Linked DNA regions of Sus scrofa: regions 1 and 3 are each linked to region 2. The links are chromatin contacts, called in public Hi-C and HiChIP or PLAC-seq maps. All regions are on one chromosome and are shown on one strand. Each heading gives the region's core, a stretch centred on a gene start, on an enhancer-like site or on the middle of the called end of the contact. The rest is flanking DNA. Distances are from core to core; before and after follow the strand shown.

Region 1 (2,700 bases), core at 161-2,660, 170 kb before region 2:
CAGCCTTTCTGAATCAGCTCCCTCACGGGATAGGTCTATCAGTCCCAAGTAAGCAGACTTGACAAGTTTGTTCTGGGCTGAAGGCCATTGACTAGGTTCTCCGACCAGATAAGTCACTTGGCTGAGTCTACAGTAGGTGGGGCACGCTCACCAGCTCAGAGGCAGTGACAAAGTTTGTTGCAACATCGTTAAATTCACGCAGCGGGCTGCTGCCCGGAGATACCCTTTTGCCCCAAGAATACAGTACCTGAAAGTTTCGCCCTAAGGGGTAGTGTACTAGCTCCAGACCCCCAGGGTTTGAGAAGTCGCGGTGCTAGGGAATCTAGAACGCGGAGTCTCAGTTTTCCGGCCTCTAGCTTGCTCTGGGGGTAGCAGGCGAAGGGTGCGACCAGTTTGGGAAGTCTCGCTCTAAGATTTGCAAGAATCAACGGCAGCGACCAAGGCGAGGGGAGGCGGGGGCACGTGCTTGGATGTGGGTGCTTGTGTAACCAGCTCCTCAGGCTCCAGTCCCGACAGCGCTTCAGCGGGAGGCTCGTCTGAACCTGTCTTTCCACCAAGACCCAGGAGGCTCTGGGGTCCCTCTGCTTCTGAAAGGCGGGAGCCCTCTGGGCAAAAGAAGCGAAACACTTGCCTCTGGAGTTATCAAATGGGAGTGGGAATTTGGAAAGTTCCCCAACTAGGATCACACGTGACCTCCCCCTGAAAGTAGTTCCGACTGTGGCCCGTATATCCCTCCACCTCTTTTTGAACCCTCCTCGGTCTCCTCGGCTCCGCCCACTCGCCGGGGCTGCAGCTTCCTACCGTCGCGTACTTCACTCTCCGGCCCAGCAACCCGAGTCTCCGCCCGGGTGGTGGAGCGCGGAACCGGGCCCCGGGGCGATCCAGCCAGCCAGGTTTTCACAGCGGCCCAAAAGGGGGCGGGGCGAGGAGTCTTTGGCTCAGTTCGACGCGGTGAACCCTACTGGAACCCCGAGGGGAGAGATGCTCTCTGCTCTCCAGGGGGCTGGGGTGCATCCCAGCGTCGGGTATCAGCTTTCATTTCACCTGGACATTTGTCCTTTGGGATCTAGAAATTCAGGGGCGATGTGTTCATATTCAGCACGCTCTGCTGGACCTTTCAATTTTAGGGCAAATGAACCAGGTTGCCGGGGAAGCGGGAGGTGGGGCGATGCAAGGGAGCCGGATGAGGTGATACACACTAGAGACACAATAGGGGATTCTTTGTATTAAGACTGACACCTTGAGGACACGGGTGGGGGTGGGGGATAGGTGGATTTTTTGGCAGAGGCTGCTGCAGTCAAATCCCTGCGAACGATTGTGATCCGACAGCGGTGCAAAAGGACGGGGGGTTGCAGGCCGTGCCAGGGAAATCTGGGGGCAAGGGGAGAGGTGTCCTCGCTGTAGGGACCATCCTTGCGCTTCCCGGTACACTACCAGCGCAGTCACCTGGTCTTTCCCACCTGTGCACAGGTAACCTCAGACTCGCGTCAGTGACACTGCTCAAAGAACCTGCCTCAGCCTTCACCTTAACCCCCCTGTCTCGCTCGCAACAGCCTATTCTGCCTCGGGTTGCGTTGCTGGGCACAGGCTATGGTTCAGCTCGTCCCCCCACCCTGCGTTGCTGCAGAAGCAGCCGCAGCAAGTGCAGCTTCAGGAGGGGGCCTCGGAACAAGCCCGAGCGAGCCCCGGGCAGTCATACTGGGCATGCTCAGTGGCGCCAGCAGGTTGGGGACTCGGCGCTCGCACCAGAGCTGCCGCTTCTGCCCCCTCCCTAAAACCCCAGCCCTGCCCTGCGCGTCTCTCCCCTGGCGCGGTCCGGCCCGCCTCCCGCCTCCCGCCTCCCCTCGGGCTCCCAGGCGCCCCTGCCCCTAGCGCGGCGGCGGAGGGGGCGGGCAGGCTGGCGGGCGGTGATGTGGCGGGACTCTTTGTGCACTGCGGCAGGATACCCGTTCGGAGCCGGGACGCGGCTGCGCTCAGTTCTCTCCTCTCGGAAGCTGCAGCCATGATGGAAGTTTGAGAGTTGGGCCGCTGTGAGGCGAGACCGGGCTCAGGCGAAGGAGATGAGAGACGGCGGCGGCCGCGGCCCAGAGCCCCTCTCAACGCCTGTGAGCAGCCGCGGGGGCAGCGCCCTCGGGGAGCCGGCCGGCCGGCGGCGGCGGCAGCGGCGGCGTTTCTCGCCTCCTCTTCGTCCTCTTTTCTAACCGTGCAGCCTCTTCCTCGGCTTCTTCTGAAAGGGACGGTGGAAGCCGTGGGCTCGGGCGGGAGCCGGCTGAGGAGCGGCGGCGGCACCTCCCGCTCCTGGAGCGGGGGGGAGAAGCGGCGGCGGCGGCGGCGGCGGCGGCTGCAGCTCCGGGGAGGGGGTCGGAGTCGCCTGTCATCATTTCCAGGGCTGGGAACGCCGGAGAGTTGGTCTCTCCCCTCTTACTGCCTCCAACACGGCGGCGGCGGCGGCGGCACATCCAGGGACCCGGGCCGGTTTTAAACCTCCCCTCCGCCGCCGCCGCACCCCCCCTGGCCCGGGCTCCAGAGGCCGCCGGAGGAGGCAGCCTTTCCGAGGATTATTCGTCTTCTCCCCATTCCGCTGCCGCCGCTGCCAGATCTCTGGCTGCTGAGGAGAAGCAGGCCCAGTCGCTGCAACCATCCAGCAGCCGCCGCAGCAGCCATTACCCGGCTGCGGTCCAGAGCCAAGCGGCAGCAGAG
Region 2 (2,700 bases), core at 122-2,621:
CATTGCAGTGAGCTGTGGTGCAGGCCAGCAGCTGCAGCTCCAGTGGGACCCCTAGCCTGGGAACTTCCATATGCCAAAGGTACGGTTGTAAAATAAAAAAAAAAAGTAAAAATAAGGGGTCTGTGATAATTTTCAGAGGAGGGGCTCTAGTTCACCCTCCAAGAATGAGTGGGAATTAGATAAGAAAGGAACATTGAAAATTTGAGGGATCAGAATTGATGGTTTCTTTAGGCGGCTTGTATTAGAAGATACTTCATGGAAAAATTCTTAGTAGACATGATGACCTTCCTTGGGCCTTGATACTGTATTCTCTGAACTCCTATATGCTTGAGAGATATTTTATCCACCTAAACATAGGAAGAAACATTTTGGCTTGTGAAAGCACCCATCACTGAGAGGGGGTGGCAAAGCTAGGTGATGCTGGACCAGAAATTCACCCTCCTCCCACCCCCCCATTCTATCATGAACCACTTGGCCCACATTCTAATGGCCCCAGTCTTGTCAGGGCTCTGAAAACATGTTATTGCTTAAATGCATTTCCCTACTGTACTTTACAATATTATCCCTAATCCTCACAATAGCTCTTGCATAGCCAGTCAGTTTCGGCCCATTTCACAGCTGAGAAAACTGGCTGAATGAGATTAAGAAGTTTCCCACTGTGACACAGAGGGTTAAGACTCTGACTGCAGTGGCTCAAATTGCTGGGGAGGTGTGGGTTTGATCCCTGGCCTGGTGCAGTGAATTAAAGGAGCCAGTGTTGCTGCAGCTGTGGCGTTGGTGGAAGCTCTGGCATAGGTCAAAGCTACAGTTTGGTCAGATTCAATTCCTGGTCTGGGAACCTCCATATGCCATGGGTGTGCCCATTTAACAAACAAACAACCCCCCAAAGAAACAACAACAAAACCCTGAAACAAAGAAGCAAAAAGGTTTGCCCACGGTCTTGATGGTGGAATCAACAAGTTGATGAAAGAAACAAGTCTGATGTCAAAGCCCACGTTTTTTCCACTATCCCATATAGTCACTCAGATCAGCATGAAGACTCCCCAGAGTTTTTAGCTAGTATTCTCTATTTGCTTAAACCCTTATGAGATGTTAACAGCTTTAAGTCCTGGGGTGTACAGGACACCTGAGCAACTCTGCATTTTCTTTTATTCAATCTAACGGGGACACAGACCTCTGGCTTCCCTCGTAGAACCCCTCCTTTGAAGTATCTCTGCTTTCTTCATTCAGAAGGACAGATCAGCATCTCTCATGCAAAGCCTGGCTCCGTGCCCATCTCACTTTTGCAATGAGTTTAGCAACATCTGCTTTGCCCATTAAAGTGATTTTTTCTCTTCCTGGCCCTGGGCCTGTGTGCTTGCTGCAATTGATTACCAGCAATTTCCTTCCCAAACCAGAGGGTTCAGTGAACTCTAAATTGAATTGTTGCTCACTGGTCTCCTTTGGACCCATGCATACGGCTTACGTGCAAAATGATCAAGCCACTTAGTTCCCAAAATCTATAGGCTGATGATTCTGGTTAAACGCAGGGGAGGACCTGGTGAGTGACATTTCCCATTTTTGCACACAGTGGCCTAGGGCTGTGGTCATCTCTGGGTTTCTCAATTTCAAACCTAAGGTGGGGGGGAAGGGGTGAAGTCACCTTGCTCACAGCAGGGCTGTTGCACTCTGTTCACACCCTCCTTTCTTCTACTCCAGTTGTAGCACTAATGGCCCCAGATGCAGCTGCCTGAAGAGCTTGCCCAAGAGACGTCTGAGAAAAAATTGTCTCTAGCTCTAGAAACAAAAATAAAGATGGCAGGATGCATCATCGTACCTTTTCAAAGGCAATTGTGGGTCCTCCTACATGGTTCAGGCAGATTTCTCCAGAAAGCAAAGCCCCAAAGAAACAGCCTGTGTATCTGACCTATTGCTCCATTGTTTCTTGGGTTGGTAAGGTCCTAGTCATCCTTTAAGACACAGTCTGACTCTCTCGCCCTCATTAATTTTCATACATTTTGCTTAAAATAAAACCATATTTTACTGTGTTTGTCTGCTTATATAGAGGCCTCTCCCAGCACTGGGACCCCCTTCCCCACTCATACCTGTATCCCCAATACCTAGCACAGGGAGTAACACATAGGAGGGCCTCAGTCAAGGATGAAGGCGTGGAGGATGCTGCTTGCCTTGTGAGAAGAGTTCACATTGGTACTTTGCGCTGAGCTGTTCCTGAAATGTCTCTCCTCCCCCACAGCTGGGGTAGCTTTACAGAAGAACAGGGAGGAATAGTCGGTTATTTAGAGAAGTGGAACTCAGGAGTCTTTTCCACTACACACTCTTAAAAAGTCAAGAGTCTATTACCCATTACTAATCAAATCGCTGCTGTTTCTTAGAGCAGTTAATTTAAAGTGAGGTGTCTAAAAGAAGGCAAGAGTAACAATATAAATGTCTAAACCCCGTAGAATGACAATTACTTGAAGTCATTTGTCCCGGCGTTTTCCATTGGAGAAGACAGTCCCCGTTTCCACCATGACCACTGACAGAAAACCCACCTGTATTGGCAATCCCTCCTGAAATGATTCTCACATCCGAGGCTGCTCCTATCCCATTGCTGTGGATCTCTTTCACAAACATCTTTGGCATCAAGTGCGAGGCTCTCTGCTTTTCTTTCTGGAAGAAGTCTCACTTAGATTAATACCATAATGAGAAGTGTTAGAAAGA
Region 3 (2,700 bases), core at 189-2,688, 150 kb before region 2:
TTGAAAAAAATGCAACATAATGGAAAGTAGTAAAACAAAATATGTTAGGGAGCTATTTTTGGTTGTTACCCTCTATTTGAAAATTCAAGGTAAATTTATAGCATAAACTGCATTAATTAAAAATTCTGAAATACAGTAGACTCATGAGATCACAACTCACAAGGTGTTTTCTAAAAGATAATTTGTTAATTATAGGCAATTAGGAAAATATTTTTAGTGTTTTAAGTTATGATTGGCTGCGTAGAATATCCAATAAAATTATTTAGCTCTTATGAAGCCACATTATTTTATAATAGGTCAGTTATACTGTGGGTTAAATCAACTTCTGTAGACAGACTTTAAAACATAACTAATGTTTATTAGTTTTTTCCTTTGGAACAGTATTCAGTGTTGTGAGAAGGGATTGTTGTAGCACTTGAATCAAACATGATATATATAACTATCAGAACTCATAAACCAATAACTTAAGATCTGTGTATTTAATTGTAGGTAAATTATACTTCAGTTTAAACAAAACAAATTTAGCACATTTGCTTGAAGGTAGGGGAGTGGGGAAAGACTGTCTATTGTGTCTCATCTCCTATAGCTATGATGGCATTCCAACTTGGGCAAAATAGAAAGTACCATATATGCATTTCTCACCTCTCTGTTGCATGTGTAGTAGCCAATGATGTGGGGAAAAAAGGCTTTTTTTCTTTCTGGAGTTACGTTTTACATATGTTCTTAAATAAAAAGGCAAATTGATATAGTACAGTTTTTAAAGAGTTTAAAATTTCAGTTAAGCTTAGATGCTCTTTAGAAGGGTTAGATTATTCAGTAAGTCAGTGTCATTGAAGAACAACCAAATAGTTCTGGTGGGCTCTTCTAATCCAGAGTTGTACCATTTGTTCAACTGAGAGACAAACATCACTGTTTTAGGCATTGTTCATATATTACATCATTTAATCCTTATGACAGTGCTATTATATGATAGTGTTTTAATAGTATTATGATAGTATTTTATTATTCAGAGCAAAATATCTAAAATTTTTTTGTAAGAAACGTTTTAGCATAGGGAAGCAAAAAGCCATATATTAAAAAGATTTTGTTTATTGATATAATTCTTGGCATAAGAAATATTTGCCTCAAGTTTGAGCACTCAATAGCTGCTGACGTTAGTTTTGGAAATACCAGTAGATTTTTATATTGTGTTTCAGAAGTTTTTTAATTTTAACGTTATTTCAAATTACTTTCATTTGAAACTGCTTCCTTTGAAAATTTTATATTTTATTGATTTGAAACATGGAAAAACTTAATCTTTTGTGAGACTGAATGGTGTAAAAAGCTTGGGCTTTGGAGTTAGGTACATGAGTTTGAATCATAACAAACTACTTAACTGGCTTTAGGACCTTTGGCAAATTACCCAATCTTTTTGACCCTCAATTTCATCATCTATGAAGTGGTAATGTTACTTCATAGGATTGTTAAGATTAAATGAGAATGCATTTGGCATACTGTCTGGGACATGTTCTTTCTGTTTTTCAATCTTATGAGGGATGCCAAAGTCTTGGGAAAAACTGTATGAATAAGAAAGATGAGAGTCTGAGCAACCTGAAACCTTAAGAAGACTGAAGTCCTAGCTTTTCTTTATAGGAAGGACTGGATTGTTACTCTATAAGAGATTGCAGGGCCATAGGAACTCCCATGTTGACCAAGCTCCCTGCCACAGCATCATTAAAACTAGAGCTACTCTATCAGTCCCTCCACCTTCTCCATAAAGTTTCGTGTGTGAGCTGTGCTGGACTACTCGCTTTTTCTGAATATTTTATGTGTTCCTTTATTTCTTCTCTAACCCTCTGTTTGGAATGTTGTAATTGCCCTTGTTTCTTCTTCTGTTTACTAATGTCTGACTTATTTTTTAAGGATTATCTAATGTATTACCTATTTTATAAAGCTTTATCTCTTCTTGTACAGAATTAATCCCTTTTTCTAGCTTTTAAAGTATCTTGATCTTATGTATAATGGGGCCTTTGGCACAGTTGTAGATCTGTATGTCTGTCTTCCCTAATAGAATAGGAACCTCTCAAGTGCAGTAGTCTTTGTTTACTTAGCCTTATGTTCTCAGTGCCCCTTGCACAATGTTCATTATGTGTTTGGGTAATGAAGTGAATAAAGCGGGGGGGGGTGTATCTGAATTCACTTTAATGAGTACGTAACACCCTCATTTATGTATAGTTACTGACAAATAGTTTTCTTAAATTAACCAAGCCCTTTGCAACCTTACTTAATTAGTATTCATAATACAAGAGTAAATTTGAGTATAGTTCTGTTAAAATGACTGCATTTCAAGGGGCTTTGTATTTTTTTTTAATTGAAGAGTATTTATTTACAGTATTTCAGGTGCATAACAAAGTGATTTGGATTTTTTCCATTAGAGGTCATCCAAGGTATTGAATGTGATTCTCTGTGCTATACAGTAGGTCTTTGTGGTTTATCTATTTTATATATAGTAGTATGTATCTGTCAATCCCAAATTCCTAATTTATTCCTTCCCCCATTTCTTTTTTTTTTTTCCCCACTGTACAGCAAGGGGATCAAGTTATCCTTACATGTATACGTTACAATTACATTTTTTTTCCCCACCCTTTGTTCTGTTGCAACATGAGTATCTAGACAAAGTTCTCAATGCTATTCAGCAGGATCTCCTTGTAAATCTATTCT

The links. A called contact is a pair of places that touch in the nucleus more often than the background predicts. HiChIP or PLAC-seq counts read pairs in DNA pulled down with a chosen protein or histone mark.
Region 1: a contact with region 2 is called in a Hi-C map of liver, with 5 times the contacts expected there. The contact joins the promoter of KLLN here to the enhancer-like site in region 2. A contact is called at or near these places in 1 of 5 promoter capture datasets (liver), 9 of 47 Hi-C or Micro-C datasets (blood, embryonic fibroblasts, heart right ventricle and 4 more) and 2 of 2 datasets of contacts at active chromatin or transcription factors (alveolar macrophages and skeletal muscle).
Region 3: a contact with region 2 is called in an H3K27ac HiChIP or PLAC-seq map of alveolar macrophages. The contact joins two enhancer-like sites.

Annotation. Positions count from the first base shown.
Region 1 is chr14:99,927,477-99,930,176 of Sscrofa11.1, forward strand. KLLN (killin) reads right to left here and starts at 1,411. Exons shown (of 3, transcript XM_021073704.1): 1 at 1,328-1,411; 2 at 770-958; 3 at 1-767. The coding sequence starts at 1,411. The coding sequence ends at 195. It overlaps PTEN (phosphatase and tensin homolog), which reads left to right and starts at 2,580. Exons shown (of 9, transcript NM_001143696.1): 1 at 2,580-2,700.
Region 2 is chr14:100,096,535-100,099,234 of Sscrofa11.1, forward strand. No RefSeq gene overlaps it. Among named protein-coding and RNA genes, the nearest start is that of PTEN, 170 kb to the left of the region's middle. Within about 2 kb of position 1,372, at least 10 of the 83 cell types and tissues checked have an H3K27ac peak or open chromatin away from gene starts, as enhancers often do. A contact at or near this core is called in alveolar macrophages, liver, retroperitoneal adipose tissue and 1 more, where this site is marked.
Region 3 is chr14:99,948,238-99,950,937 of Sscrofa11.1, forward strand. All of the region lies in intron 1 of PTEN (phosphatase and tensin homolog), which reads left to right. Among named protein-coding and RNA genes, the nearest start is that of PTEN, 20 kb to the left of the region's middle. Within about 2 kb of position 1,439, at least 2 of the 83 cell types and tissues checked have an H3K27ac peak or open chromatin away from gene starts, as enhancers often do. A contact at or near this core is called in alveolar macrophages, where this site is marked.